Regions from separate parts of the Mus musculus genome. Here all the other regions are linked to region 7. Evidence: chromatin contacts called from public HiCAR-type, HiChIP or PLAC-seq and promoter capture Hi-C data. All regions are on one chromosome and are shown on one strand. Each heading gives the region's core, a stretch centred on a gene start, on an enhancer-like site or on the middle of the called end of the contact. The rest is flanking DNA. Distances are from core to core; before and after follow the strand shown.

Evidence for each region. Promoter capture Hi-C pulls out the DNA fragments that hold promoters and counts their contacts. HiCAR-type assays count read pairs that join an accessible place to other places. HiChIP or PLAC-seq counts read pairs in DNA pulled down with a chosen protein or histone mark.
Region 1: a contact with region 7 is called in a HiCAR-type map of astrocytes, with 6 times the contacts expected there. The contact joins the promoter of Cyp46a1 here to the promoter of Vrk1 in region 7. A contact is called at or near these places in 4 of 39 promoter capture datasets (liver, maxillary cranial neural crest and pre-B cells) and 3 of 115 datasets of contacts at active chromatin or transcription factors (astrocytes, embryonic forebrain and stem cell-derived neural progenitor cells).
Region 2: a promoter capture Hi-C map of cranial neural crest shows a contact between it and region 7. The contact joins the enhancer-like site here to the promoter of Vrk1 in region 7. A contact is called at or near these places in 6 of 39 promoter capture datasets (cranial neural crest, embryonic stem cells, frontonasal cranial neural crest and 3 more) and 3 of 115 datasets of contacts at active chromatin or transcription factors (embryonic forebrain, pro-B cells and stem cell-derived neural progenitor cells).
Region 3: a contact with region 7 is called in an H3K4me3 HiChIP or PLAC-seq map of embryonic forebrain, with 19 times the contacts expected there. The contact joins the enhancer-like site here to the promoter of Vrk1 in region 7. A contact is called at or near these places in 8 of 39 promoter capture datasets (the HPC-7 cell line, cranial neural crest, embryonic stem cells and 5 more) and 1 of 115 datasets of contacts at active chromatin or transcription factors (embryonic forebrain).
Region 4: a contact with region 7 is called in a promoter capture Hi-C map of pre-B cells, with 9 times the contacts expected there. The contact joins the promoter of Ccdc85c here to the promoter of Vrk1 in region 7. A contact is called at or near these places in 5 of 39 promoter capture datasets (embryonic stem cells, hippocampal neurons, liver and 2 more), 3 of 115 datasets of contacts at active chromatin or transcription factors (astrocytes, embryonic forebrain and large pre-B cells) and 1 of 9 other capture datasets (embryonic stem cells).
Region 5: a contact with region 7 is called in a promoter capture Hi-C map of liver, with 4 times the contacts expected there. The contact joins the promoter of Hhipl1 here to the promoter of Vrk1 in region 7. A contact is called at or near these places in 7 of 39 promoter capture datasets (cranial neural crest, frontonasal cranial neural crest, hippocampal neurons and 3 more).
Region 6: a contact with region 7 is called in an H3K4me3 HiChIP or PLAC-seq map of pro-B cells, with 9 times the contacts expected there. The contact joins the enhancer-like site here to the promoter of Vrk1 in region 7. A contact is called at or near these places in 9 of 39 promoter capture datasets (the C10 cell line, the SN4741 cell line, cranial neural crest and 6 more), 5 of 484 Hi-C or Micro-C datasets (B cells, CD4 T cells, CD8 T cells and 2 more), 5 of 115 datasets of contacts at active chromatin or transcription factors (astrocytes, large pre-B cells, memory CD8 T cells and 2 more) and 1 of 9 other capture datasets (adipose tissue).

Annotation. Positions count from the first base shown.
Region 1 is chr12:108,331,919-108,335,832 of GRCm38.p6, reverse strand. Cyp46a1 (cytochrome P450, family 46, subfamily a, polypeptide 1) reads right to left here and starts at 1,517. Exons shown (of 15, transcript NM_010010.2): 1 at 1,269-1,517. The coding sequence starts at 1,387.
Region 2 is chr12:108,044,789-108,048,909 of GRCm38.p6, reverse strand. No RefSeq gene overlaps it. Among named protein-coding and RNA genes, the nearest start is that of Bcl11b, 43 kb to the right of the region's middle. Within about 2 kb of position 2,744, at least 8 of the 459 cell types and tissues checked have an H3K27ac peak or open chromatin away from gene starts, as enhancers often do.
Region 3 is chr12:108,131,696-108,135,363 of GRCm38.p6, reverse strand. All of the region lies in intron 6 of Setd3 (SET domain containing 3), which reads left to right. Among named protein-coding and RNA genes, the nearest start is that of Setd3, 46 kb to the left of the region's middle. Within about 2 kb of position 1,838, at least 12 of the 459 cell types and tissues checked have an H3K27ac peak or open chromatin away from gene starts, as enhancers often do.
Region 4 is chr12:108,273,371-108,277,296 of GRCm38.p6, reverse strand. It overlaps Ccdc85c (coiled-coil domain containing 85C), which reads left to right and starts at 1,904. Exons shown (of 6, transcript NM_001159910.2): 1 at 1,904-2,959. The coding sequence starts at 2,164.
Region 5 is chr12:108,304,463-108,308,469 of GRCm38.p6, reverse strand. It overlaps Hhipl1 (hedgehog interacting protein-like 1), which reads right to left and starts at 2,200. Exons shown (of 9, transcript NM_001044380.1): 1 at 1,787-2,200. The coding sequence starts at 2,059.
Region 6 is chr12:108,169,808-108,173,849 of GRCm38.p6, reverse strand. The region is part of intron 1 of Setd3 (SET domain containing 3); the gene reads left to right. Among named protein-coding and RNA genes, the nearest start is that of Setd3, 7.5 kb to the left of the region's middle. Within about 2 kb of position 2,254, at least 50 of the 459 cell types and tissues checked have an H3K27ac peak or open chromatin away from gene starts, as enhancers often do. A contact at or near this core is called in B cells, CD8 T cells, pre-B cells and 1 more, where this site is marked.
Region 7 is chr12:106,008,554-106,012,850 of GRCm38.p6, reverse strand. Vrk1 (vaccinia related kinase 1) reads right to left here and starts at 2,588. Exons shown (of 14, transcript NM_001029843.2): 1 at 2,493-2,588.

The sequences.
Region 1 (3,914 bases), core at 268-2,767, 2.3 Mb before region 7:
TTCATATCCAGAGGTCTTTAAGAAATGTGTCTAATACCTTTGCTTATTTATTTATTCATTCAACAGATATTTATTTATTGAGCAATTAAGTGCAACATGCCAGGCCCTGGAGGTATGACACAAGCAAACCCAACATCTCTGCCCTATTTGGGCTCACATTTTAGCATGGGGCAATCAACAGGTGGGAAAAAAGGTGACTCCAGGGGTAGCCTTAAAATTACCGGGGCTGGGCAGGCTTCACATAGAGGGATTGGGACAGCCTGTTTGATATGAGAACAAGAAAATACCACTCACAGGCCAGAGAAGGTGAATGGGGAGAGCCAATGGAGAGATGTAGGGGACAGGCAGGCTTAGGGCAACCGTAGTATGCAAAGGGGGCAAGAGGGGACAGGTACTAAGTTGCCTGTGAACTTAGTAGTAGCTTGCTAGCTGTGTGGTATGGTTCATGTGAAACGGGATTTTTCAACTCTGAAGTGATGGGAAGCCCTTGGGACACTTTCATTACACATCTACTCTAAGCTTCAAAAAGCTCTTGCCAGGTATAGTGGCACAGGCCTTTAATCCCAGCACTCAGGAGGCAGAGACAGGCAGATCTCTCTGTGAGTTTTGAGGTCAGCCTGGTCTATAGTGAGTTCCAGAACATCCAGGGTTTTGAAGAGAAACCTTGTCTCCAAAAAAAAAGGGGGGGGGGTGAGAAAAGGAATAAGAAAGAAAAGGAAAAGAAAGGTAAGCTTTTGATGGGAGCCATTGGTAAAGTGGCCAAAAACGGAATGGAAATACTGAGGACAAATGGAATGTCCCAGGACAGAAACACAGAAACAGAAAAACGTGACGGGAGTACAGTGTTCAGTATTTGGACAGGTTGGCCCTGTCCAAGTCCTAAAGTTAGCAGCGTCCACTTCGAAAGCAGCCTAACCTGGGTTTAAATCTAGGCTTACCAACTGTGTGACCTTGGCAGGTGACTTCCCCGCGTGCGCCTCAGTCTGCAGGTCTGAACGATGGGGTAACAGCAGCGCTTACCTGACAGGACTGTAGCTGCCGACACATTTGTGCGGCCCAGCCAAGCGCGGTGGGCGCCCAGCAGCTGCTGCGGCTGTGAGTAATTTGTTACTAAGAATAGTTAGCGCCCCTCTCCGGGCCTGCGTCTCCGGGCTGGCCGTGCGTACAAGACGAGGCTGGACCCCCGTCCTGGGCGCTGGCTCTGACGCGGTCCCCAGACCCCGCGATCGAGAGCCCCAGCCAGGCCCCCGCCCCCACCCCCCGCTCACCTGGGCCGCGGCGGCCCGGGGATGTGCTCATAGCGGCTGCGAGCGCGATGCACGAAGGTGCAGCAGAGGCCGAAGGCGAGCAGGACGGCGCTGCCGAGCAGCAGCAGCCCGGGGCTCATGGCTCGTGGTCGGCGCCGGTGCAGAGGGGGCCGGAGGCTGCGACCGACTAGCTGTCAGCGCTGCGCGCCGCCTCGGCCCCAGGCCCCGCGCTCACCAGCACCGCCCCCGCCGCTCGGCTCCGCCCCCGCTGGCTCGACCCCGCCCCGGGCACGCGGACCCGCCAACCACGTCTCCGCCTCCAGCCCTAGCTCTCAGGACCCGCCCCCGCACGGCCACGCCCTCTTTGAGGCCCAGCCCCAGCCGCCACGCCGTTCCCGCCCAGAGCGATAAGTATTCACCAATCACAACCTGGCTTTTGGCTCAGACTTTGAGGCCACGCCCCTTCTACCCTCTCTTGAGCTCAGACTCCACCCCGAAGTCGCCCCGCCCAGAACGCGTTGTCCTGGCAACCTCGCTTCCTGGGCGCAAGCTGCCCAGGCGGCGGCGCAAATCCCGTCCGCTGGCTCCGCCCCTTTGGCCTCGCCAACTGTCTCTCCGCGTGCAGTGCCAGGCCTCTTCCTTTCTCGTGCAAACCTTCTGAAAACCCTTTCCCAGCCCTCCAATCCCCGTCTTGCGCTGACTGTTCTCAAACATCTCCCTGAAACCTTAGCGCCCCAAAGTTAGTCAATCCCAAATGTCCTCGCGCTGCGCCTTCATTGCAGGTCGGTGCAAGCCTTGCGCCCGCTGTGTGCCAGCGTCCGCCCGGAGGCGGAGGACAAGATCCTAGCAGGATGCAGGAGTTCCTGGGCCCGGGAAAACCATAATCCTGAGTATGGGTGATGGTCCATAGGAATGTGCTGGGCTGTGCTCCGCCTTCTCACCCGGTGGAAGCGCAAAGTGCTCCTCACTTCCGAGTTTCAGTTCCCGTGGGGGACGCTCAGATAGGCCTGCAGTGGATGGGAGGGCCAGATGTGCGCTCTCCTTGACTAGATAAAGAGCCTCGGGATTGGGGAGTGGGGGCTCTGAAGACCTCGAGAGAAGGTCGGTTTCTGACTACTCCGAGACCTTGGTTAGGTCCTGGAGGGGTCTGAAGACAGAAAAACAGGAAAAAAGTGTGGACCGTGTGCCTACATTTCCGGGTATACAGGACCAGCCCCCGGGAGGGACATATCAGGGATCCGTGAGCTGCAGGTGACGGGGAGAGCTTTAGGAGCTGTGCTTGATTTCGGTCTGGAGAGGCCACCTCAGCCTGAACAAGACGGGAAGCCAAGCATCCAACCGGGGACTGGCCTCTGAGTGGCATTAGGGGGATGTGGCTTGCCACCGCGCCCCCGTGTGGTAGCGAGCGGCAGTCGCATGTGCGCAACAGGGACCTCCCGTGGCCCTGCTTGGGGGCAGAGGAAGGTCAGCCAGTTTAGTTTAGCCATTTGTGAAAGCTCCTGAATTGAGAGGAGATGAAGGCATGAGACTGCGAGGAGGGTGTAGACTTCTTGCGTGCTTTTAGGCGAGTTAAAGAGAGTAGACAGCAAAGACCGTGGGGCATCGTGGTGCTCACAGGAGAAAGGATCAAAAGTTCGAGGCTAGGTGGATATGGTGGGTGATACACACCTTGAATCTCAGCACTGGGAAGGCAGACCAGGCCAAGACTATACAGAAACCCTGTCTCAAAAATAAAATATTTTAGGCCTTCAGAGTTCAAGGCTAGTCTGAGCAACTTAAGACCCTGTCCTAATTTTTTTTCTTTTTTCTTTTTTTTTAAGGGTTAGCAATCTGGCTTAGTGGTAAGGTGCTTGTTTGTAAACACACAATACAAGGTCCTGGGTTCAATTTCCAATACTGGGAGGGTGGTGTGCAGAGCAGAGAAGCATGGCATGGTCACTTTAGGAGGGTGTTATGACCCCTCACCCTGAGCTTAGCAGATATCCTAAGCTGTGTGGACTTAACTTTGTGTCAGGACTCAGAACAGAGAGAGACTCCCTGGAGGCAAGGCCTGATTCCAATGGACTCTGGGCACAGTCTGAGATGCTCCACACAGGACAGACTAAGGAAAGGGAAAGGTAATAATATTCTCTGACACATCAGGCAACTCTAGTGACCTCTGGCTTGGCAGGGCCCCTCACCCCACCCTTTCTGCCCCTCTTCCTGGCTGGAGTGTGTCAGTGGCATCCTGTCCCAGATCCCACATCCACTCTGTTTGTGTCTCCATGCCCATGACGCTCCTAACTAACTCTCCTATAGTTAGCTGTGCGACACAAGCTGCTGCTCATGCAGACCCTATGTCCCAGAAAGTTAATAACCAAAATTTATTAGCAAGTGGTGTGTGTTTGTATGTGTGCGTGTGTGCGCGCGCGTGCTTGTGTGACAGAAAAGGGTATCAAATACTCTCTTGCTCTCACCACCTCTTCCTTTGAGACAGAGTCTCTCCCTGAACCTGGGACTCAGATTTTCTCTTCTAGGCTAGAATTCAGCAATGGCCAGCAATCCTGTCTCCATTCCCTCTTGGAGCTGAGGTTACAGATGTGAACGGTGTGTTAGGTGGGCACTGGGATCATTGTGCAGTAAGAACTCTTAACTGCTGAGTCACCTCTCCAGCCCTATGTATGTGGC
Region 2 (4,121 bases), core at 1,495-3,994, 2.0 Mb before region 7:
GGACCCAGGTCAGGTTTTCTCAGGAGCTGGTCACGGTCTGCACAGGTGCTGAGCAGCCCTTGGAGCTGGGGCTAGAAGGAAGCAGATGAGCTTCCTTCCTGAAGGGAGGGTTAGTCTGTGTTTCGGGGCTGGAGAGATGTGGCTGAGAGGTTAAGAGCACCTCTTCCTCTGGTAGAGGACTGGGGTGGGGGTGAGCGATTGGTTCCTGGTACTCAAAGTGGCAACTCACAACCACCCAGGAGCCAATGCACTCTCTGGCCTCCATAGGCACTGCGTACCCAAGGTGTACATACAGACACACAGGCAATCAAGCACGGAAGATAAAACTAAATAAATCTCTCAAAAAAGGGAATAATACTTTTTGTGTCTTCTCAAGTGGCACACATGCTATTTTTAATTGTTTATTTATTTACTATTTTTTTATGTGCACTGCCATTTTTGCCTACATGAATATCTGTGTGATGGTGTCAGACTCCTTAGAGCTGCAGTTACAGACAGTGGTGAGCTGCCATGTGGGTGCTGGGAATTGAACCTGGGTTCTCTGAGCCCAGACATCCCTTCAGGCCCACAAATACTATTTTTAAGTGCAAAGGATATGCCTACAGTGGATTAGTCTGATGCTGCCTGCATTTCAATGCTAAATACTGCTTCCTCAAGATGAGACTGCCTCCCCCACCCCTCAGCATCCTCAAACAATGCCACGTGAACTTTCTCCCTAATTTAACTGGTCCATAAAAGGCTAGAGCCTGTGCTTGGGCAGTGGAGGGAGAAAGGTGGGGTTGGAGGTTTGAGAGAAGGGTAAGAGAGAAGAGGAAGGCTAAGGAGGAGGAGGCCGTTATGGGCAGGAGAAACAGCAAGTAACAAGGAGCAGTATAGCCGGGGGAATAAGTCAGTATAGCCCTGGGTCTGCTCTATCTAGGCATACGGCTTAGAAGTAAAATATCTGGCTTGTGTGTCTTTTATATGGGCTTTTAGGATTGAAATTCTAACTACATGTGCCATTGGTAAGACTCCCGTGAACCTACTCCTTCTACGAGATCTTGCTTTGTTCTTGAGTTCTCACAGATTATCTTCCCATACAGGACCCATCTCAGGACCCACGGGGGATATGCAGCCTGCAGGAGGATGCATGCCAAGTTTATTCCTCCCAGGCCGAAAACCAGGGAGCAGCCCTTGGAGTAGACCATGTTTTTCTTCACTGTTTACTTTGTAAATCAGGCGCAGTAAGAGAGGAGCAGCAGCTAATAAGATAGGACAGTTGTAATAACGTGATATAGTAAAACCAACTTGAAACTTATGAGTTATTTTTGGAATTTTCCAATTAGTATTTTCAGACCAGAGTTGACCTTTTTTAAAAATTATTATTAGAGCCTTTCTCGTGGATGTGACAAAGTATCTGAGTGCTTAGGTTGATTTCAGAGTCAACGTGGCCCTGTGGTGGCCCTGTGGTGGCCCTGTGGTGGGGCAGAGCACCACAGAGGTGGGATTGCTTGGAGGAACTGCTTCTTCACCTCACAGTGGTCAGGAAGCAGAGACAGGAAGAGGCAGGGACAAGGATCTGCCACTCAAAGGCCTCACTTCCTTCAGCTACATTCTACCTTCTAAAATTTCCACCACTTACCAAAATAGCCTTACCAGCCAGAGACCGAGCCTTCCTAAGAGCCCCCGGGGACATTTTATATCCCATCCATGATGCGTTGGGTATCTACAAGTGCGGCTGGAACCTCGGTAAAGGTAAGGGGCGTGTGCACCATGTAATATGCGGTAACTCTTTGAAGACCCACCTGAGACCAGATCTAAGATGGCGGCGCCTTCCTTCTCCGGGGCATCTGTTCTTCTTCACCCAGGTGTCCCCACTCCTAAATCTGATGTGTGAATAAAAAATGATTAAATCTCACCCTAAGTTTTCGAAAAGGTGCGTTGTTTGTTTTAGTTCTTTGTTTCATCAATGTCTCATCACTTTCCGAGGAACCAGAGGATCAACCTTGGCTGGTTTGCTGCAGAGGGAGGTACAGAGGCCAGGGCAGACAAAAGCCAGGACAGACAGACAGACAAAGGCCAGGACAGACAGATGCCAGGCCAGACAGAAGTCAGGGCAGACAGACAGAGGCCAAAACAGACAAACAGAGGCCAGGCCAGACAGACAGCGGTCAGGGCAGACAGAGGCCAGGCCAGACAGACAGAGGCCAGGGCAGACAGACAGGTCAGGATAGACAGATGCCAGGGAAGACAGACAGAGGCCAAAACAGACAAACAGAGGCCAGGCCAGACAGACAGAGGTCAGGGCAGACAGAGGCCAGGGCAGACAGACAGAAGCCAGGGCAGACAGACAGGTCAGGATAGACAGATGCCAGGACAGACAGAAGCCAGGGCAGACAGACAGAGGCCAAAACAGACAAACAGAGGCCAGGCCAGACAGACAGAGGTCAGGGCAGACAGAGGCCAGGGCAGACAGACAGAGGTCAGGGCAGACAGACAGGTCAGGATAGACAGATGCCAGGACAGACAGAAGCCAGGGCAGACAGACAGAGGCCAAAACAGACAAACAGAGGCCAGGCCAGACAGAGAGAGGCCGGGGCAGACAAATGCCAGGGCAGACAGACAGAAGCCAGGGCAGACAGACAGAGGCCAGGGCAGAGAGAGGCCATGGCAGACAGACACCAGGCCAGACAGAGGCCAGGACAGACAGAAGTCAGGATAGACAGAGAGAGGCCAGGACAGACAAATGCCAGGGCAGACAGAGGCCAGGACAGATAGACACCAGGCCAGACAGAGGTCAGGACAGACAGAAGCCAGGACAGGCAGAGGCCAGGGCAGACAGCAGGTGGTTTGGGCTGTGAGACCCTGCGTGTGTGTTTCTGAGCTGTACTCTGTGAGCTTCTGGACAGTTGGCTCAGGTCAGCTGCAGTGGGACAAGGTGGGACCGCCATTCAAGAGGGAAATATCAGGGTGTGGCTGGTGCAGAGTGAAGCTGTGGGGCTACTGAGGGAATCACTTCATATTTACCTGTGTGTATGTGTTCACAAGCGGGTACGCATGTGTGCGCATGTGTGTGGACCAGTTGTACCGTGTGTGCGTGCGTGCGTGTGTGTGTGTGTGTGTGTGTGTGTGTGTGTGTGTGTGTGTGTGTAGGCCATGTTGTACCCTATAAACTTATAAAATTGTTACTTGTCAGCTAAATCTTTTTTGATACAAGGTCTCACCCTGAAGCAGGACTGGAACTCCCTGTATAACTTAGGTCAGTCTTGAACTCCTGATGTTCCCCACTCTGCCTCAGTCTCCTGAGCCACCATGCCTGGCTAGAAATGATACATTTATCAATATGTGCTGATTAGACAAACGTCCTTCCTCTACAAGCCTACACTAAAGAGTAGGGCGCAGTGGTATCCCCTGGAAGGCAGATAAGAGAAAGATGCTGGAGGGGGTCTCATGGAGTTAAGAACAAATTACCCAATTTTTTTTTTCCAGTAAGGAAAAAAGAAATTCCTTTCCCATTCCAGAAGGTGAAGGACCTCCACAGCATTACTATTCTGGCTTAGGGAAGTATGGGAGCTGTAGCCACTGCCAGGGCAGAGGGCCCTGAGGGCTTCTTCCCAGCCCTGTTCCTCCCTGGCCCTGGCCACCCAACCTCCCACAGCTGCTGGAGCCTGGGCTGCACATGCCATTGGGCCCCAGAATGGCTGCTGCTCTGTCCTCCACTCCCCAGCATTTGGGGAAGGCTTGCTGGGTCCAGCTCTGTCTACCTTTCTGGGGTATTAGGGAACCTACGGTCTATCTCAGCCTCACCTCTGAGCACCTGCAGGCTCTGTGCTCAGTCCTGTGCTTGACTCATAAGGACCAGGAGGCATCTGTTCCTCAGACAAATATAGCCCGGGACCCCAGGCCCTTAGCTTCTTGATAGACAATAACAATAGCAACTAAGCTAACATCCTTTCTGAGTTAAGATTCTATGCGTATCACTTTCTCTAATCTATGGAGGTAGCTCAGTTGGTAGAGTGCTTTCTTAGCATGTATAGAGTACTGGGTTCAAACCCCAGCACTGCATAAAACTGGGTTCTGTGGCACATACCTGTAGAACTTGGGATCCCAGGAGGATCAGAAAATCAGTCCTCAACTACATA
Region 3 (3,668 bases), core at 589-3,088, 2.1 Mb before region 7:
GAATTGAACAAAGGGCAGGGTGTATATAGGAGTTCTTAGGGGCGGATCTTTTCGGCGCAAAGATCTCCAGAGTGAGGATTGGTAGGATTTCCTGTTCAGGGATTGGTGGGGTTTTGTGAGAAGCTCAGGGATTGGTGGATTTTTTTCCTGCTCAGGAATTGGTGGCTCTTTTTCACACCACCCCCGTTTCCTTGCATCAGGCCCACAGATTGGGATGGGCAGCTTTGGCTCAGGTGGCTGCAAAGGTGGTGTTGATGCTGTGGAAGCTCCCGTGGGACAGTGGTATTTCAGGAAGACTGTAGGCTGAGGCAAGAAAGGAGATGCACCACTGTGCACAGTTCTTGTAACAGCTGCAGACTGAGGACGGGTTGTGGTGCTGCCATTTTGACAGCTCCCGTGGGGGCATCTTATGCTGGCCGTAGGCTGGGGCAGGGCAGGGGCCCAGCAGCCTCTTTGATGGCTTTACAGCATGCCGCTCCGGAGTGTTTTGGTGGAGTAGAGGGAGCATGGACCATCTTAGGTACCAGTTTTGCCACTCTTGTGGCCTGACTGTTGCCTTTGTTATTTTCTATGCAGAAATATTTAGTTACTTTAACTTGGTTATTTTTCCAAGGTTAGTAAAACCCTTTCTTACAGATTTTACACCTGTTCCTTTTCCTTTTCTTGGTTGTTGTTGATAGAGGTCACCCTACAGTCCTCACACCTGTCTGCTCATGAGATTTTCACAGAAAATAGCATGTTATTTCATTAGCGCTTGCTAAAAATAAATAAATAAATAAATAAATAAATAAATAAAAGCAAAGAAACCACAAAGGACAATATCTCACGTAGCCCAGCCTAGCTTTCAACTTGATATATAGTCAGGAATGACCTTGAATTCTTGCTCTTCCTTCCTCATTTCTCCTGTGCTATTGTCTGGTTATACACCACACCTGGACAATGGGTGGCACAGGGCCTGGCCTTCTGTTGTTGTTTGTTTCTAATGGGCACATACTTTAGGCAGAGAGCAGACTGAAAAATAGTGGTTCTTCTCCTGATGAGTAAATGCCTCTTGCCTCAAGTTTTCAATGAAACAAATGGAGAAGCTATCTGTTCTGTAACCACAGGTTTGTTGATGCATATTGTAATAAGAGCCTGACTAGAAATGCTCCAGGCTTTCCCTTCTACCAGGTTTCCTCAGACCACTTGGGCCTAGTTTAGCTGACGTCATTGTCATAGCTTCTGTCTACTGTTCCCATGGAGTTCATCATTGGGGGCAGGAAGCGTTCTGTGTTGGGGAGAGAAGGCCGAGTGCAGGAACAGCAAAGCAAAGACACGGCCCACCTTGATGAATGGGGATCTGAGCAGGCACAGAAGGCCAGAGTGTTCCTGAACTTGGATGCTCCAGGGCTCTCTTATTTTGCCACTAGCCCCCTGGTGGCCATTGAAATCACCCCAAACCTTTGCTCTCTCTTTCTCTTTCTTCCTTTCTGACTGTGTGTTCCAAAGATGATGTCTTTAAAGGGTTGAAAAGGAAACCACACAGTTGCTGTGTGAGCATTTGCTTTCCATTCAAACTGTATTATGATTTCTGGGGAAGCCAGACAGCAGCAGCTGTGACCAGGGAGTCCATCTGTAGCTCCAGCACCTGAGTTATTTAGCAGTCTAGCTGGAGATCTCAGGCCATTCCTTACCCCTCCACGGCCTTTAGGTTTCAGCCTTCCCTGTTAGCCCACTCTTCCCTGCCTTGCTCCCCTTCGAAGCTCTTACCTTATTGGTCAGTATCAGCCTTCTACAGACAGGAAGTGTGAGGGTAGGAGACCAGATCTATCTTGTGCCTTTATTTTCTCTTTTATTCTTGATAGACTCCATGAATATTTCCCAGATGAAGGAATGATTGAATGGGTGTCGCACAACAACTGAGTAGCAGTTCACCGTGGTGTGAAATCAGAGGCTAGAACTGTTTTGCAGGCTGCATGTGCTAAGAATTCAGAGGTCATGAGAGGTCACATGAAAGTTTAAAGGAAGATTAATCTTAAACTTTGTTGAAGGACTTGGCTAAATGAATCAGTGGGAGGGGAAAATTATTCCAATCTGGAAAGTGTGAAAATGGGCAGGAAGGCTGTTTCCCACATCAGGTTTTCTGAGGGATAAATGATAAATGGCTTGAGATGACTTCCAGATTCTGCAACTTGTTCAGGGGCTAAAAGGTGAGTAGAAAGAATAACGGTCATTCTGCTGAGCTGAATTTAATTGACACAACCAATGATCTAAAATCCTCTGTTGGAAAATGTCACTTCATTATATGTGTCTGGAAGTGCAGATGGGGAAACAGATTTTTTTCTTTTTGCAGTAGATTCATTAAGTGTTTAGGAAGATTGTCTTTTGCACCATCTCCAACAGAGTAGTTTGAAGCTGAGACTAAGCTCAATTGTGTAGGATTGCTGTGTGCCACTGTGAGACTGAGGTCCGTCAGCAGGAAGCAGATGCAGGATGCAGCACCTGCCCCAGAGCCTGTTTTAGACTGGGTGATGGCGCACGGACACAAGTGCACAGAGCACTTGTGGCAGGAAGTGAAGAGTAGGAGCTGCTCACACTACTGAGCTCTCACTCTTGGCTATGAATCTTCTGCCAAGTGCAACAGTCCTAGCCACTTTGTCCAGGTCACTCCTTTGTGGAGCAGGCGCCCTCTTGGACTGAGGAGGATTGGAGTCGGCGGGAGGTGGTCAGTCACTTGGCTCCGCTGGCTAGGACTGGAGCTCTTTGCTTGCTCTATGCACATCCTTTTTATCCTTGACTGCACCAGTCAATTCCCATGGCTCCTGCCCCGGCAGAGCTAAAAACCACCAAGGTGTTCATACCAGTTGCTGCTGGTTATCCTGGAAAGGCAGTCTGCTGACCTTTCATTTTGTAGCAGATCTGTTAGCTCCACAAACCTGGTGTGGTGTTGTTGCATGTGGGATTGCAGAAATCACGTACATGGAAATTGTTTGCAGCCTTGTGTCTCTTTGTTGGAGCCATATAACTGAAAAGTAAGACCGTGCTTACTGTGCTGGGTCCCTAGGTGGTGTGCCCCTTCTGTGTTCCTGGGAATAAATACCACAGGCAGTCCCAAGAACCTCGCATTTGACTTTGGTGCCTATGTAACCATTGACAGACCCATATATACCTTCCCCTTCCCCTTTTCCCATTCTTGGTTCCTGAGTTGTGGGAATCTACCGCTACCTTAAATTGGCCTAGCCATGTCCCTCCATCTTTGGCTTCCTTCATTTTTTTTCTGTGGAGTAAACTAAGGCCATGTGACAAGAAGTCCTGTCTCCTCTCAAGTTTCTTTTTTTCTTGTCCCTTAATATTACAGTCTGTCCCTGGTGCCTTTGAAATAATGATCTGGTGATCTTTTTTTGTAACATTTATTCTTTGGCTCCTGCACCCTGGGTTCTCCCTAGTCAAAGGCAGGGAAATACCCCAGGAGGCTAAGAAGCACTATCTTTACTCTGCCAAACATGTTGCTTTCCTTGCATGCTTTTTCTTCTCAAGGTGTCTCTGGTGCTATCATTGCTGTATTGCAGTACAAGTGTTTCCAGAGTTCCTGGACTCTGTGTTAGGAGCCAGCTGCCCTGTTTTTCAAAACCCAATTCTGAAATCTTTTCTTATCTGTGACTGTGGTCAAACATCATGTTCGTTTGAAA
Region 4 (3,926 bases), core at 655-3,154, 2.3 Mb before region 7:
TTTCCTTTCTTTTCTTCTCTTTTTCTTTTTTCTTTTTTCTTTTTTTTAGACAGACTCTCTGTAGCTCACTGGCCTGGAATTCAGATATTACCCCTGCCTCTGCCTTCAAACTCTAGGATTAATGTCCCGCACCATCTACGGCACCCTTTCTTGTTTTTTTTTTTTTTTTAATATATTATTACATTTCATTCTTTCTGTGTGAGTGTTTATGTAAGCTACTGCCCACTCTGGAGGTCAGAGGACAACGTGAGGGAGTAAGGTCTCTCCTTCCATCACTGTGTCCTGGGAATTAATTTAGGTTGTCAGGCTGGGCTTCACACTCCTTTACCTGCGGAGCCATCTCGCCGGCCCCTCCTCCCCTTCGAACCGGCCACTAACAAGCCAACCCTAAGGCCATTCCACTTGCTGTTCCTTTCACCTGTCCGGCCTCCAGGCTTACCTTTGTCCTTGTCACTCAGGTTTAGGTCCTAGCTCCTAGGTCCCTCCCAGAACACAGATCTAAGGCAATTGAATTCCCCGCATAGCGCTGCAGACAGCCTCACCGATTCTTCTCACGTTGTACTCTCTCCCTCCTCCCAAGAATGCCAAGTGCCCTCAGAGAGCAGTGGCCTCTTGTCCCGGTAGAATTCCCCCGGGATGGGGAAGGTGTAAGAGGGCACATGAGGTGGTTTAGTAAACGGCTGAGTAACTGTAAAAGGGGGATGTCAGCTGCTGCGCGGGCACGCGCTCCAGGCCCGGGTAGCTTACCCCGGTTTGTGCGCGCGCAGAGTGGGTTATCTCCTTGTAGGTCCAGGGGAAACGCATCCTTCCCTCGGCCCGCTGGCTGCAGAAGCGCTGTTAAATGCGCTTAGGGGACGGGATTTATAGGTGTGGGAAGATCCGTATGCTCCGCAGCGATGCGGGGCGAGGGAAGAAGGTTCTGCGGTCGCTGAGTACCTATGGACCCCAGCTATCTGGCCAGGGTGGAAGACCTTCCCTCGCCTTTCTCAGGGGTTTCCACCTAGCGAACTGCATGTTCTTCCAATCCCAGGGATTTAGCGGTGTAGTGCGCGGAAGGGAAGGGCTCGGAGAACTGCTCTGGGAAAAGGGCAGGTCCTCGGCTCCCACCACGTCAGGGGAAGAAGGGAGAGAGATCTGGCCCTGAGATAAGGCTGGCAAGGCTCCACGGTCTTGGGCTAGGGGTGGGAAGACAGCCCCGCTGCAATATTAGGCAGGGACCCAGGTGGCTCTGGTCGGTGGCCCGGAAAGGGACAAAGACCAGCCCTGCCCGACCCCCCATGTCAGGGTCCTATTGTTCCTCCTCTCTCGGACTGTACCGAACTCTGGTGCCCCCGAGAGGGAGGGAGGGAGGGAGAGAGCTGTGCTCGCCGGGTGGGCATCTGTTTATTAAGGGTGAGAAAGGGAGGGTCAGGGACGCTGGCCGGATAAGGGACGCGTAAATTCGCGCGTCGCCTTTAAGGGAAGCCCTGCCCTACCTTTCCCACCGGTCCCCGCCACCCCCTAGCCCTACCTGCATTTTAAAACCCCTTGTAGTCCTGGGATTGGCCCAGGCCGCGTCCTCCGGGCGAAGAAACTTGAACCGGGAGTGTGGGGGGGAGGAGGGTGCAAGGCCCCGCGGTTGGAAGATACCATCTTTTCAGCCTCCCCGCGCGCGCCCCGCCCCTCCCGCACACCCCCGAACCTGGCCAATCAGACCTGTGGGAGGGCGGGACCGTGGCTCGAGCGCGCCTCTGGCAGGGCGCCCGGCGGGCCGGCGCACCGCGTAGGGGGACCTCGGGGGCCTGCCACTCCTCTGACCGCCTCCCTTTCGGAGGCGTGGCCCAACGGCGGCGCCCCGCCCCCTCTCCGCCCGGGGTGGGCGGGGCAGCTGGGGCTCCGGGAGCGGGGCCGGGGGCGGGCCTCCGCCTGCTGCGCCCGAGCTCGGAGAGCCGGGGCACCGCGGCCGCCGACGCAGCCACGGTCCCGGTTCCTCAGTCCTGAGGCGTGCGCGGGCTCTCGGGTGACCCCAGAGGGGGCCGCGGGAGGGAGCGCGAGGCGGCGAAGGGCGGGCCGCACGCGTCCCCAGCCGCCCCCCGCGCGCGCGTGGCCGAGCCCAGAGAAGCCCCGGCGCGGGGAGCGCCGGCCCGGCGCGGGCGAGGGCGATGCCGCGGTGACGGCCCCGCCATGGCGAAGCCCCCGGCGGTGGCGGCGGCGGCTGCAGCGGCGGCGTCGGAGGAGCTGAGCCAGGTCCCGGACGAGGAACTGCTGCGCTGGAGCAAGGAGGAGCTGGCGCGGCGGCTGCGGCGCGCCGAGGGCGAGAAGGTGGGCCTCATGCTGGAGCACGGCGGCCTGATGCGCGACGTGAACCGGCGGCTGCAGCAGCACCTGCTGGAGATCCGCGGCCTCAAGGACGTGAACCAGCGGCTGCAGGACGACAATCAGGAGCTGCGTGAGCTCTGCTGTTTCCTGGACGACGACCGGCAGAAAGGGCGCAAGCTGGCGCGCGAGTGGCAGCGCTTCGGACGCCACGCGGCCGGCGCCGTGTGGCACGAGGTGGCCCGCTCGCAGCAGAAGCTACGGGAGCTCGAGGCGCGCCAGGAGGCCCTGCTGCGCGAGAACCTGGAGCTGAAAGAGCTGGTGCTGTTGCTGGACGAGGAGCGCGCGGCGCTGGCGGCGGCGGGGGGCGCTGGCGGCGGCGGCGGCGGCGCGGGCTCCCGCAGCTCCATCGACAGCCAGGCCAGCCTGAGCGGGCCCCTGGCGGGGAGCGCAGCGGGCTCGGGGGCCCGCGACGTTGGCGACGGCAGCAGCACGTCCAGTGCGGGCAGCGGCGGCAGCCCGGACCACCACCACCACGTCCCAGCGGCTCTGCTGCCCCCGGGGCCGCACAAGGTTCCGGACGGCAAGGCCGGAGCCACGCGCCGGTCTCTGGATGACCTGTCAGCGCCGCCGCACCACCGAAGCATCCCTAACGGCCTGCACGGTAAGCATCTCGCCGGGATCGGAAGCCCATGGGTGTCTGTCGTGAAGCAGTAGTAGTTTCTGGAGACCTCACAGGTGCGGGGTGGGGGTGGGGTCGCACCTTCAGACCCTTCCGCAGCTGGCATAGCAAATGGAGCATTCGGCGTGGTGGTGTCCCTGTCTAGCTGATGCCGCAGAAAAAAGTTTCTCCTCCGCAGCTTTTTGTGTTACCAGCTGGCACTCTGGGGCTGTCGAGGGGTGTCTCTCATCCTACCCTGAAAACACTTGAGGGCAGAGGAGAGTTTTTCTTGGAAGACTATGAAAGGCCCCTAAGCTAAAGCAAGTGAATTTTCCCTTCTGGTTGGAGTCCCTCAAACTCACTTAGCACCCACGACTGCACTGTGCTGTGGCTGGCTTTCTCCCCTGCTTCCTTCCCAGCTGAATCTCCTCCTGGGCTGGGCTGGGCTGGCACACAATCACCCGTGCTGAGACCTTGACGAAGCTGGGCCAGAGTACCCTGGGCTAAGATAAGAGTCTTCCTGGCTTCCCATAAGTCCCGCAGTACTGGTTGGGACACCTTTCTCAGTTCGGTCTCTACAGTTTTCCCCAGAGGATATATTTGGAGTGGATTCCGACCTCTCCGTGTGCCTCAGTTTCCTTTCTTCCTTGCTTGTAAGTTGGAGAGGCTGATGGCCGCCTCACCGGGGTGTGAGGTGGAGATAGATAATGCCCCTGAAGAGATCTGTAAGCTTGATCGTCTTACAGGAAGTGCTGGGGTCATCTGTGGCCAGAGTGTGGGTTGGAAGCCGGCTCTGTCTTCCTCAACCTGTTGCTATTGACCCTACAGGAGGGTGTCCCCACCTAGGGTACTGTGGCTGTCCCTTCAGTGGCGATCTGGGCCCTGCAGCTTCCCTCCTGTCCTGACTACCATTTGCTGTGCTACTCCGTTTCCCCCACAGTTTTTTGGAGCTTGGCTCTCAGTGTTGATG
Region 5 (4,007 bases), core at 951-3,450, 2.3 Mb before region 7:
AGACTTTCTCAGGCCAGGCCATTTTGGGCAGTTTCCCAAGGAAAAAGAGGAGCCTTCTGCCAGCAAACAGCCCCAGGATTGGCTCCTTCCTCCTCCCTGGTCCTGTCCATCTCCTTTGCTATGCTGGGCCCAACAAATGGGGAGTACCCTAAAAGTAAGCACTGCCCCGTTGCAGGAATTCTTCTATTGCTCTGGGTGAGGCAGGGATAGCAGTGGGCACATCTGGGTGGACTTCCAGGATGGGGAGAGAGGTGAGTGGGTTCACCACACCCTCTGGCTCTCTTGGGATGCACCAAGTGTTGGCTTAGTAGAACCCATGGCAAGATGAACAGGACACCCTAGAGTGCTGTGGTCTCCCCTCCACCATCTCCTTATCTCCATGATCTTTTTTTCACAAGGGCGTTGAGTGTGGTCCAGGTCTTTTGACCTGCCACTGGGCCATGTCACCACTTTCCTGAAGCAGCTCCTGATCCCCGCTCTCTCTCTAGGCCAGCAAGGAAGCACTAGAGGAATTTACCTACAAACCCCAAATGGACTGCTCTGCCTATGCCGTTTAATCTCTGTGGTATGGGGTGAGGGATAGACATCTGATCCTGTTTTAAAGATAATGTCATTGAAAGACAGCCGTGAACCTCGCAAGCTCTCAGTCACGAGAAGATGTACTATATCAAACCCAAGTCCGCCCTTTAGTCTTCCCCTGCAGGTTGCCCCCTGCTGGCTGGGATCTGAACTTCGTACTGTCTGGCAGGGGTTGGAGGGCGGTTTCTATTCGTGAATCCTTCACCTTACAGACCTAGGTTGGGCCCGCCTTGGGGTTTCCCTGGCTGGCTGGCTGGCTGGCATTCCTGCAATCAGATCAGTCAGGCAGGATACTCCGCATCGACATAAGGGAAGCGATAGTTCAGCGTGGATCGAAGTAAGGGCTTCACTATCAGAGGAGAGATGAGAGTAACTCATCTGGGGAGAGACTCTACCAGGTGAGGAGACCAGTAGCTGAAAAGAAAGGTGGGTGCTTTAAGCATCCTGGCCCTGAGGAATGGGCTCTCAGACTACTCCTTTCAGTCTGCCTGTGGAAGAGTCCTCATCGGAATAAGCAGTCCCCAGACTGCTGACAAAGTCATGCCTCAGATTTGGCTACATATCTTCCCATCCTGCCTTCCTAGACTTAGCAAAGACTTCATCCTGGTACCTGACAGAGATAGGACTCTCTGCAGTGGGGCACTGGAGGAGGGGGGAGGGGGCGGGAGCTTCCAGGGTGTCCCAGAGAATAGGAGTCTTGAGTCTCTAAGAGGAACTGAGGCTCCTAAAAGGCCCAACATCAGCAGGGCAGTGGTGTTGCCTCTGTCTCCCAGCACTTGGGAGACAGAGGCAGGCGGATTTCTGAGTTCAAGGCCAGCCTGGTCTACAGAGTGAGTTCCAGGACAGCCAGGGCTACACAGAGAAACCCTGTCTCGAGGGAAAAAAAAAAAAAAAGCCCAACATCTTTGCAAAGCAAATGAATGACAAGAGCTAGCTAGCCAGGTCTTCCCGCCTGATACCAAGTCACTCCCTCTTGGACCCCCCAAGCTCCAAAGTCTGGTACCCGCTCCCGACCCTTGCCCCTGTGGTTGCCATCACCTCCAAAGTTCAGGATCCATTCCTAAGTCTCATGCCTGTAGGGTCGTCATTCCCCTCCAAGTCTGGGACCCACTCCTGAGTATCGCCCTTCTGGGGATGCCATTCCTGCTCCGCCCCCGCCCCCGCCGCCAGCGACTAGTGTTCCACGTGCCTCCGTGCACCCGCTCACCTGGCACAGCAGGTCCAGAGCGTAGCCGGCACACGTCGCCCACACCCCGGCATCCATGCGGGTCTCCAGGACCCGGAAGCGCCGGGCCAGCGCCGCGTCCTGCTCCGCGGTGCAGCAGCCGAAGGCGGAGTACTGCGCGCAGAAGCTCAGCGGCTGCGGCGGCCGGAAGGGCGGCCTGAAGTCCAAGCACTGCGGGTGCGCGGCGGCCAGCAGAGCGCGCAGAACCAGCAGCGCCCCGGGCCCGATCCGGGCCACAGCCCTCCGTCCCGCCATTCTCCTGGCAGTCTGCAGAAATAGCAGCCAAAGGCCGGCCAGCCAGCCCCGCCGATGCGCCCCCCAGGAGCCACTGGCCGCGCCCTGAGCGCCCGCCTCCAGCCTTGCTTGCACCCTCCCGGGAGATCACCGGGAAACCGGTGGATTCGCCCTACAGGCCTAGGGTCCAGGGACTCCCCTCGCTGGAGGTCACCTCTGCTTGGGAGCACTCTGCAGGATTGGAGGATCACGGCACTCTGCAGCTCCCCTCTGCGGGCAGCCCCCTCCTTCTGGCCCCAGCCTTTCCAAACCTGGCGTCTGGGAAGCCCCGGTTGCCCAGTTTCACAGTTCCACTTCTCTCAGGTGCTCGCTAGCCGCCAAGTAGACGAAACCCCAAAGCCCAAGTCAGGGACTCCTAGGTCCCACCTCCCACTGAGCCAGACAGGATCTTTAGCAGTGTTTAAATGTGGAGGTGTGGCATAAAAGACAGGTGGTGTTGCCTGGGACCTCACAAGAAGTGAAGCATGAGCCTGGGGGTGGGAGGGAACAGGCGCAACCGCACAGTCAGTCCATCTTTGGCCCTGCCAGGGCTTCTGTCCTCCCCTGGCCGTGGAACTCTCTACCCGTAGCCCAGAACCCGTGGGGTTCTGTGGGAAGCCCTAATGGGTGTGTCTCCTAGATGGTTGTTCGTCCGTCATCTCTCCTCCTGCATCTCTTGTCTCAACTTTACCCCAAGAGTGAACATAGACACTATCCCATGGGCTCAGAATTCCACCATGTCAAAGCCCCTAGCACTTGTCTATGAAGACCCCAGAACCGGCTTCTTCCTGGAATACTCTTTCCATCAGTTCTGTCACGCACACTCCCACGTGGCCTTCACATGATACCCACTTGCTGCTGTCTCTTTGAACAGCCCTGTATCAGTCAGTCTGCCACAGTTGCTGAGTGCGGTTGGGGTTGCTTAGATTCCACAGGGCTGTGGTTGGAGCCTGAAATGGGGTAGGGGTGGGGGCCAGCTATGAGTCAAAGTCCCCATATAAGAGCAAACATCTCATCTCTAAGTCTTTAAGGGCAAGCACGTGTAACTGACGTCAAGGATGAGAATCCACATGGGACGATGAGACAGCACGGAGTTTTGTAGTTGCAGCAGTTGGTCCACAAAGTCCCTGAATGGTTGGAGGTGGTTAGAAAAGCTATGGCCAACCGCTGCAGCTGGACCCTCGAGGGGGGAGAGGGGGAGACAGGGAGATGGCACTGTCAGATAGTTGGGGACAGACAGCAGGGGAAGAACATCCCACTCCATCCTCCTCCCCATTCCAGGCAGTGTTTATTATAGGCTTAACCGATCATAGCTGAATGGGAGTCTGAAAAGCCTTAGCTCGGGAGTTGAGTGACTACACAAAGTGCCAGGCAACAGTAGAGCCCCTGGTCACTGTGTCCTTGTCCCAGACTGGTAGCCAGATTAAGGTACCGGTAGCAGACCATTTGGGAAAATTCTTGGAGGCTAGATGTGCATAAGAGTGAGAAACCAGGGGTGTCACAGTCTTGGGGTTAAGCTCTTGCAAGTTTACCTCCAGGAACCCTGCCAGGGTCTCAGAGAAGGGCCAACAAAGCCCCCTGATGGTTCTGGTGGGCAGAGGGAAGCGGGGCTGTCAGGACCCTAAAGCAGGTTTACTCTCCAGGAGAAAGGGCTTTGAGATTCACCATGGGGGAGGAAAGACAGCCATTCACCTTACTGGTGATTCAATAAAGAAGGCAATGAACTCAGACACAGTGTGAGGGGCATAGGGCACAGGCGTCCCCTCTCCAGCTCCTTACTACCCCCATCAGAAGTCTCCATGGAAGCAGCAGATGATCCCTGTGTACACTGCAGGACACCCTCTGTCTGGGGAAGTGCACTTGGGGACCTTGGGCATCAAGGAGCAACTATGTGGGCACTGGCGGGTCCTTCTGGTGTCTAGCTCCTCAT
Region 6 (4,042 bases), core at 1,005-3,504, 2.2 Mb before region 7:
ATTATTGCATTCACTTGAATATTCAGGTTTAGTATAGTGCACCTGTCTTTCTGTACATAAGTTTATATGATCTCCTCTCATCTTAAAGGCTATAATAGGGCTGTGTGTCCCGTGAGACACTCAAGAAATATACACAGGGCAAGAGAATGGATTTTCTTGGTTGATAAACCACCTGGAGCAACCTTACAAAAATTAGTAAGATGTTGAGATGAGTTTCAGTGGGGCAGAAGTACCACTGAAGTGTGACTCCCTCAGGTTGCCTCAGAAGGACTTTTGCTGCCTTGCTCTCTGGAGGGCAGTGTACAGAGTTGGTTCACTTTTGAGAAGTTGGGGAGGGTGACATACTAGAAGCCTGGAAAAGGAGAACATGGAAGCCATCTTCACAGAATTTGGACAGGTCCCAGAGGAGTAGCTTACAAGTAAGAGACTGCTTCAGAAGTGAGCAGGCAGGACTGATGGCCATCAGTAGCCCACCTTCTTCAATCAGAGGACTCCAAGACTGAATGGAGTGCTTTAGGTTGTGAATTTGTTAGCCAGCCACGTTTTCAGACTAGAATCAGATGGTGGATAGTGAAGCATTGACAGTTGATGGTGACATAATGCTGTGCATAAGGGTTTACATAATCATCTCAAAGGTATCTTCCAGTCCTGATGCTCTGTAATTTTAGAATCTAGAATCTCATGTTTGGATTGTAAGTGCCTTCAAGGTGATTTAGCAGGTTACAGCTGTCCTGTCACCATTTAACACTGTTGTCTTTGTTTTAGAGAGAGCTGTAATGGAAGTGATTCCTGACTCCTTACTTTATTATTATTTTTAGATGATTATTTTAGATAGGAGCCTCGTGGGGACTGAGTAGATTCCTTTATTTGAAGGATGGTGTAGATAACAGAACATTGGGTTTGATGCAGCAGATAGAAAAGGTAGAGCTAATCTCAGCGTGCAGGTCTATCCTGCTGGCAGGGAGCAGGGAAGACAGCCCAAGAGTTAGCTCAGGTCACTGCTTCTGAGGGCATGCACGGTAGTCAAAGAGATAGCCTGCTGGCAGGCTGGAATCAAGTTAGTCACATGATCACTAGTTCTTTCATAGATGTCACCTGCTCATTTAGATGATAGATTTTTACCACAGAGGGTCATTTTTTGTCAATGACCAGTTTATATAGTTCCGACAAAGACAGATTTCTTTCCCCCAAGTGTAACTGATACTCCATTGTGTTCAGCCTGCTTGCCCAGTTGTCATGGTCTGGCTTGTCACTTGGAGGAAGAGATGGATACCTTTCTGTTTCTTCAGGTCCCTCAGTTTGTCAGCTATTCCTCACTGAAGTTAAAGTAATTAGACCTGGGCAGGCAGTTACTAGAGCTGTAGAGCTGCAGGCTGATCTGGTTGGTTCCCTCACTTTACTGATGGCATTCAGACACTCCTGATGCCTGCTGTATGGATGCAGTAGTCACTGATGGTGTTCATGCTGCTGCTTCTGCTGACTGCCATGGGGGAGGCTTGAGTTCAGGGTTCATCCACTCACAGTCAAGAAGCCAGGAGTTAACCTCAGTGTGCTTATAATTTAACAGCTCAAACCTTTTATGCTGAAAGACAATCAGATGGTTTAAAATTTAGAATTATTGTTTAAATTTCTGGAAAAATAGTCAATATTTTTGTGGAAAGGAACTTTTTTGAATTCTCTAGTTACGCTGCATTTATATAATAGTCCAAATTGTTCTGTAAAGAGATTAAAACTTAGATCTATGTTTCTGTTGGTACTTAAGTAGCTACTGAGTCAAAATCCGTTCTTTGAACTGCTTGCCTTGACTTCTTGATTCCTTTGAGTCTATGGCATAGAGCACCTCCATTGATTCCGGAGTGTTGTGCCAGTTGGTGGGTACCAGCCACACTGGTGTAAGTTATTGTAGCATGGCATGCTGGTCTAAGTTATTATGGTGTGGCATTCTGGGCCAAGCCAGAGTGTGCTTCTGGTAACTGTCAGTTCCAGTTAAGCTGGCACCACGTGAAGCCAAGGAAGGCACCACCATGAAGCACCTTGCCAGTGCTGGGTTTGGGACAGAAAATGTTGCCCTGTGTCTTTCTGTTTCCCAACCCATTCTGTGTGTACTTCATTGTGATGTTTGATTCTCATGGTCTACAGAATAGTTAGTGAAATGGGGAAGGGATTGTTTCCTGTTCTTCTATACACATTGGCTGGCTTCACCCCCTCAGGTGTATTTTACAGCTGAAAGCTTGGAGCAGGAAGAAGCACACAAACAGAACCTCCTTCAGAAGACACAGCTGCCAAGTTGGGTCAGTGCAAACTACATTGAGAAGCAGATGGTGCTGGGTCAGAGTTAGGTTTCCTAGGCAAATTGCCAAATACCTACTATCAAAAGTGTTTATTCTAGCTGTACTTATTTCAAAGCAGCATTTTCAGGAAGAACTTAATTAAAGTATCCTGGTGGCAGGGAGCAGAAGAAGGGCTGTAGAAGACAGCCCAAGTTTTAGCTCAGGTCACTGCTTCTGTGAGGGCATGCATGGTTGTCAAAGAGATATTCTGCTGGCAGGCTGGAATCAGGGGTTTATACTTTTGTACAAGTTAGTCACATGGTTACTAGTTCTTTCATAGATGTTGCCTGCCCATTCAGCTAATAGATTTTTACCAGAGAGGGTAATTTTTTTTGCCAATGTCCAGTTTATATAATTTTTTCCCATTTTAATTATGAATGCAAGTCATGTTTTTGCAACTGAATGTCATCTATTAGTACATATGAGTTATACTGTGTAATAATGCCTCTACCCTGTCACCTCCTCCTCTAGCATGGTCCCCAAAGTATGGTCTATTTAGTTCCCTGTATAGATTAGAATGGGAAATAATTAAATGGTGGAAGTTATCAGTAGTCACAGTTGTCCCTTCTTGCCAGTCAGCCTGCAATTAACAGTTATGTTTGTTTCCCTGTCTGTTACGCAGGGAGGTGGCTGTTTGGCTTGCTAAGTAGTCTATACTGACTTAAAAGGGCCAGGCTTGAGGGTCCTGTACCTTCTATAAACTTCTGGGTGGTGAATGGAGACAGGTGGGTGGACTTACAGCAAGGCCTACTTCTGTAGGTGCCAACTGAGAGTGAAACTCTGCTGGTTTCCCTACTAGTCTGTCTGTCTGTCCTCCCGCCCTCCTCCTCTCTCCCTCCCTTCCTTCCTTTGTCTAAAGTAATACTTATTGTTGTGGTTGCTGTTTAGGCCTCACTTCTGCTTCTCCCATGATAGTTCATATGCTATTTCAGTCTAAACTTCAGGGGAGAGTATCTTTCACTTACCCTTGTGCTATACAGCTAACATTTCTTTTTGTTAAGTTTTGTTTTTCGGTTTTTCGAGACAGGGTTTCTCTGTGTAGCCCTGGGTGTCCTGGAACTCACTCTGTAGACCAGGCTGGCCTTGAACTCAGAAATCCGCCTGCCTCTGCCTCCCAAGTGCTGGGATTAAAGGCGTGCGCCACCACGCCTGGCTCAGCTAACATTTCTCATGAGAGCAAGGGGGAAAGGGATAGAGAAAGAGTAAGTGCATAGGTGCTTAATTTAGCATATGTTTACATGAATATGTAGAAGGAGTATTAGTAATATTTGGTCTTTATAGGACACTGGTGAGTGAGTACCTACCCCCTCTCCCCCCACACACTCAGACTGTTAAAGATGTGCTTGGTACCTCTTTGACAGCTCTGTTTAAAAGTTGGAAGCAACAGGCACCCAAGTTAACTGAATCACAGAATGAACCATTGTGTGTAGCAAAGTTTTGAATCACAAGTGTGAAGTCTGGGTAATCATTTCAAATCCACAAGGTTAGGGAGATCACACAGCATAGATGAATTTTGAAGTGAAAACTGTCAAAGCAGAATTGGATTTAGGAAACGACTTTACTACCTGATTCTTTCAGTCATCCTTCTTACACTGTACTTCCTTGCCCTCTGTCTTCTGTTACTTGGGCATTTGGAGAATTATCTCTGCCGCTTTGCTTTGGGTGTGACTTAATTTCTGGTCTCAATGCTGAGACCTGTAGGCCTGGCTTTC
Region 7 (4,297 bases), core at 1,339-3,838:
TGGTATACACCTTAATCCCAGCACTTGGGAGGCAGAGGCAGGAGGATCTCTTATGAGTTCCAGGCCAGCCTGGTCTACAGAGCAAGAACTAGGACAGGTAGGGCTAATGATGAAACCCTGTCTCAAAAAACCAAACCAGGGCTGGAGAGATGATGGCTCAGAGGTTAAGAGCACTGACTGCTCTTCCAGAGGTCCTGAGATTAAATCCCAGCAACCACATGGTGGCTCACAACCATCTGCAACAGGACCCAATGCCCTCTTCTGGTGTGTGTCTGAGGACAGCTGCAGTGTACTCATAAACAAAAATAAATAAATCTTAAAAAACAAAACCAACAAAAACCCTTGACAAGCATGCAAAATGTCCTATGCAAACACACACACACACACACACACACACACACACAGGTACTCCAAGGTCATCCTGTAACCAATCCATTGAGGACCCATCCAGATCATCTTCCCCCACAGCCTCATCTCACTCAGACAGGTCACAGCACTTTGATTCCCAGCAGGCCCACTGCGGGAAGACTAAAGACAGGAGCCTTTGCTCATTTGCATAAACCCTGGAGTCACACATCTGCATTTGATTGCAAGGTAAGTCCCACTTCCAAATATGTTTGGTTTTTAAATAAAAAATAACTTAAGATTTTATTTTTCGAATCAAGCCCTATTCATAGCATGTCTATTACAGGGGCCTTTAAGGGGGAAAAAAAGTCAAAATTTATATCTTTAGCGGGGCGTGGTGGCACACGCCTTTAATCCCAGCACTCGGAGGCAGAGGCAGGCGGATTTCTGAGTTCGAGGTCAGCCTGGTCTACAAAGTGAGTTCCAGGACAGCCAGAGCTATACAGAGAAACCCTGTCTGGGGGGGGGGAAATTATATCTTTGTCTTAGACATCTGGGGCATTCACTCATTATTATTTTACGTTAGTTCTCAAAATTAAGAGGAAAAAGCTGGCCTATTTCCTGTAAGAAATTTAATTTTAGGGTCTGTCAACACTTTAAATGCACTGCTGTTATTTTTAAATATATGCATGCATACTTGAATAAGACTCAGCCTAAGCTTTCCATATAACCATTCCCTGGGCACTCAAACTTATTATTAGATGCCAGGCTCCCTGCTTAAACACATCAACTCCACCATCTCATTTGTTTAACAAATAAACACTCATCATCTCTGCTACGCCAGGCATAAGCAGCAGCCATTACAGTTATCAAAGTGATATCTGTACTGGATACTAGTGCTGTACGGAATCCCTAACGCCTAACACACTTGTTATCCACCTCAATCCATGCTCCTGTTAGCTCGGTCTCCATCAGCAAGGCAGCGCTGCAGTGTCTGCCATCTGTGGTAGCACAACGGGGAAAGCCATTTTTAGTGATGTCCACTTACATTCCTTTTTCCAGGTAGATGAACATTATCTTAATTGCCCAGATGCTTAATTCCAGTCAGAACTGTAAATTAAATTTCCCCAAACAGTATAATCGACATGTCACAAAAAAAGTGACATGCCTTTCCCCTGAACTCTTAAGCCGGGGTGGGGGTGGCGCAAGTCTAGTCCCAGCACTCAGTAGGCAGAGGCAGGAGGATCTCTTGTTGAGTTCAAGGCCAGCCTGGTCTACAGAGCAAGTTCCAGAACAGCCAAGGCTACACAGAAAAAAAAAAAAAAAAGAAAGAAAGAAAGAGAAAAGGAAGGAAGGAGGAAGGAAGGAAGGAAGCAAGCAAGCAAGCTGTCTTGAAAATCCAAAATAATAATGATGATAAAATGCTGATCTACATCTTTTTTCACTGTTTTGAATTCCAGACTCAATAGATGGTCAATTCTAGTTTCGTTTTGTTTTTTTGTTTCTTTTTTTAAAAAAGGAAAGCAACGAAGCTCTTCAACGACCCGCTAAGTTTAACCACCACCTTCCCAAAGGCAAAATCGCGTTTCCAAATTGCTCCAAAAGCGATGAGGGACGGAAAGGAAGAACACACGCAGACGTAAAGAATGGTTAACGTCAACGACAAAAGAATAAACGGGTAACCCGACCAGGACTGGCGTGTGTCCCCATCTCTCAAGGACTCTGGCGCAGTTCTACATCTAAGGCGACCTAGCCTGGAAACGGTCGGAAACAAACTTTGGCGCTGGGCTGCAGACCTGTTTGCTGCCTCTGAAGACACTGCACCGGGAGCCCGGTCACCGGCGGTGGAGACCTGAGGAGCAAGCTTGGAAGGAAACGAGAAGCTGCCGGCCGCGGCTGTGCCCCGAGGCCTCACCTCACCAGTGCTAAGGAAGTGGCAGGCTCGGCCGGTCCAGGTCCCCGTCCCCGTCCCCGTCCCCGCCACCCTGGTCCCGGCTAGGCTTCGGGCGGCCTTCTAGAACCGGGCTTCCGGCAGCTCCGCGATCGGGCAGAGAAGCGAGGATTCCCGGGCAGGCCGGACCCAGCCGCGGCGCCGCCCTGAAGCAACACCGGACCTATAGTCCCGCCACCACCCCACGGCTCCCTACCCAGAGCGGCCAACTCGCGGTCCACAGCGTAGTACGAACTTCCCGCCGCTTCCCTAGACTCGCGACCTACCCACGGCGCCGTCCCCTCCACACCCCGTAGTACAGAGCCTTCCCGTTGGCTGCGAACGGCGGGGGAGGCGGGGAAAGAGGAAGACCGCGCTTCCCTGTCACCTCTCCGGACATGCCGGGAATTGTGGTCCTTACGCTTGCTCCATGCTGGGAATTGTAGTCTTTGAACCTCCAAGAGGCGAGATGGGGGCGTGTTCCTCTGAGCACAAGGGCTTCTGGGAAGTGTGGTTTGCAGCCCGCTTGCTGTTTTACATGTTACTGTGGCTCTCAAAGCCTTAAGAACCGAAATAAATATAACCAGTACTCACTGTTGCTTGATTTATTAAACGGTTAGACAAAGAGACTCATTTCAAATATCCGAAGCGCGTCTCGGTGTTTACTTAACCCACCGCAGTATTTGAGCTACTTTTGTCAAACATCAGTTTTCTTTGTTTCACCATCTCCTTCCTAGAGGTTGGAAGAATGAGCTTCAAGCTGCACTTTGGATCTGCAGCTTCTGAAGCCCTAGAAAAGGCCTTGGGTTCGGTGCTGTTCTTGTTATTGCTATTGTTTTACCAATTTGATTTTTTTTTTTTAATTTTTGGTTTACTAACAACAGCTGAGTTAAAAATGTGAGCCAACACTCCTAGCCTGTGTTGTTTCTTTTCTTTCTTTTTTTTTTTTTTTTTTGGAGGGGGGGCAGTTTCGAGACAGGGTTTCTCTGTGTAGCCCTGGCTGTTCTGGAACTCACTTTGTAGACCAGACTAGCCTTGAACTCAGAAATGCGCCTGCCTCTGCCTCCAAAGTTCAGGGATTAAAGGCGTGCGCCACCACACTCGGCTTGCCTGTGTTGTTTCTTAAGGTGGATCTTAAAACACTGTATGAGCTTTAGTCCCTACGAAATCTGAGTTGTTGCCCAGTGTGCAGTTCAGCATTGATCTTCATATCTTGAATTCACCGTCCCAGGTACCCACACCTGCTCCAATTTCTTTCCTATTTTGCCGTCTGCCCCATAGAGCAGATCCACAAAACAGCTGTACTGCATGCCCACTGCTCCCAGACTTCTGCTGAGTTTGATCCATGATGGAGCCTGAGAATGGAAGAAAAAAAGGAAAGTCACCTAACGACGATCACACACACATACACGAACAGCTAAGTCCCTTAGCTAAGGGTCACTTCAGCTGGGCTTTCCACAAGTCTGCAATGAGAACATGCCATGATGATTGTGTTGTTAGGACTAGAGCTAGTAACACACTGGCTGCCCCCGAGTCACAGGTTACTGTTTCATCCTGTGTGGCTCAGACCCCACACCTCTCTAAACAGCCTCCTGGAACATAAACCCTCCTCAACAAATCCTCTCACGGCATCTGCTTTCTGTACACACGCCGATGGAAACGCAGGCACAAGGTGAGCTCTCGATGACTATTTGTCAGCAGAGAAGCCTCAAGATTCACACATCTCGTGAGTGTGAAGTCCCACACACAGCAAGACTCTGTGGTCAGAATGCTTTGAGTGAAAGCCATTCTGCACCCACAAACAAGTACACACATTACTTGTTACATTGTGACCACATTCCCCCAGTGCGGAAGAAAGGTCCCCGCTCCCACACTGGCTCGACAATTGGCTGACCTTCAAGCACAGTTAAGTCAGCAACACAGCCTGGTCTGTTCCAAGGTGGGAATAGAATGTATTCCAGAACCCACGGCTCCGGCATTATCAGTTGGATGGCTCTCAGTCAAGTGCTACTCTGCTGAGGC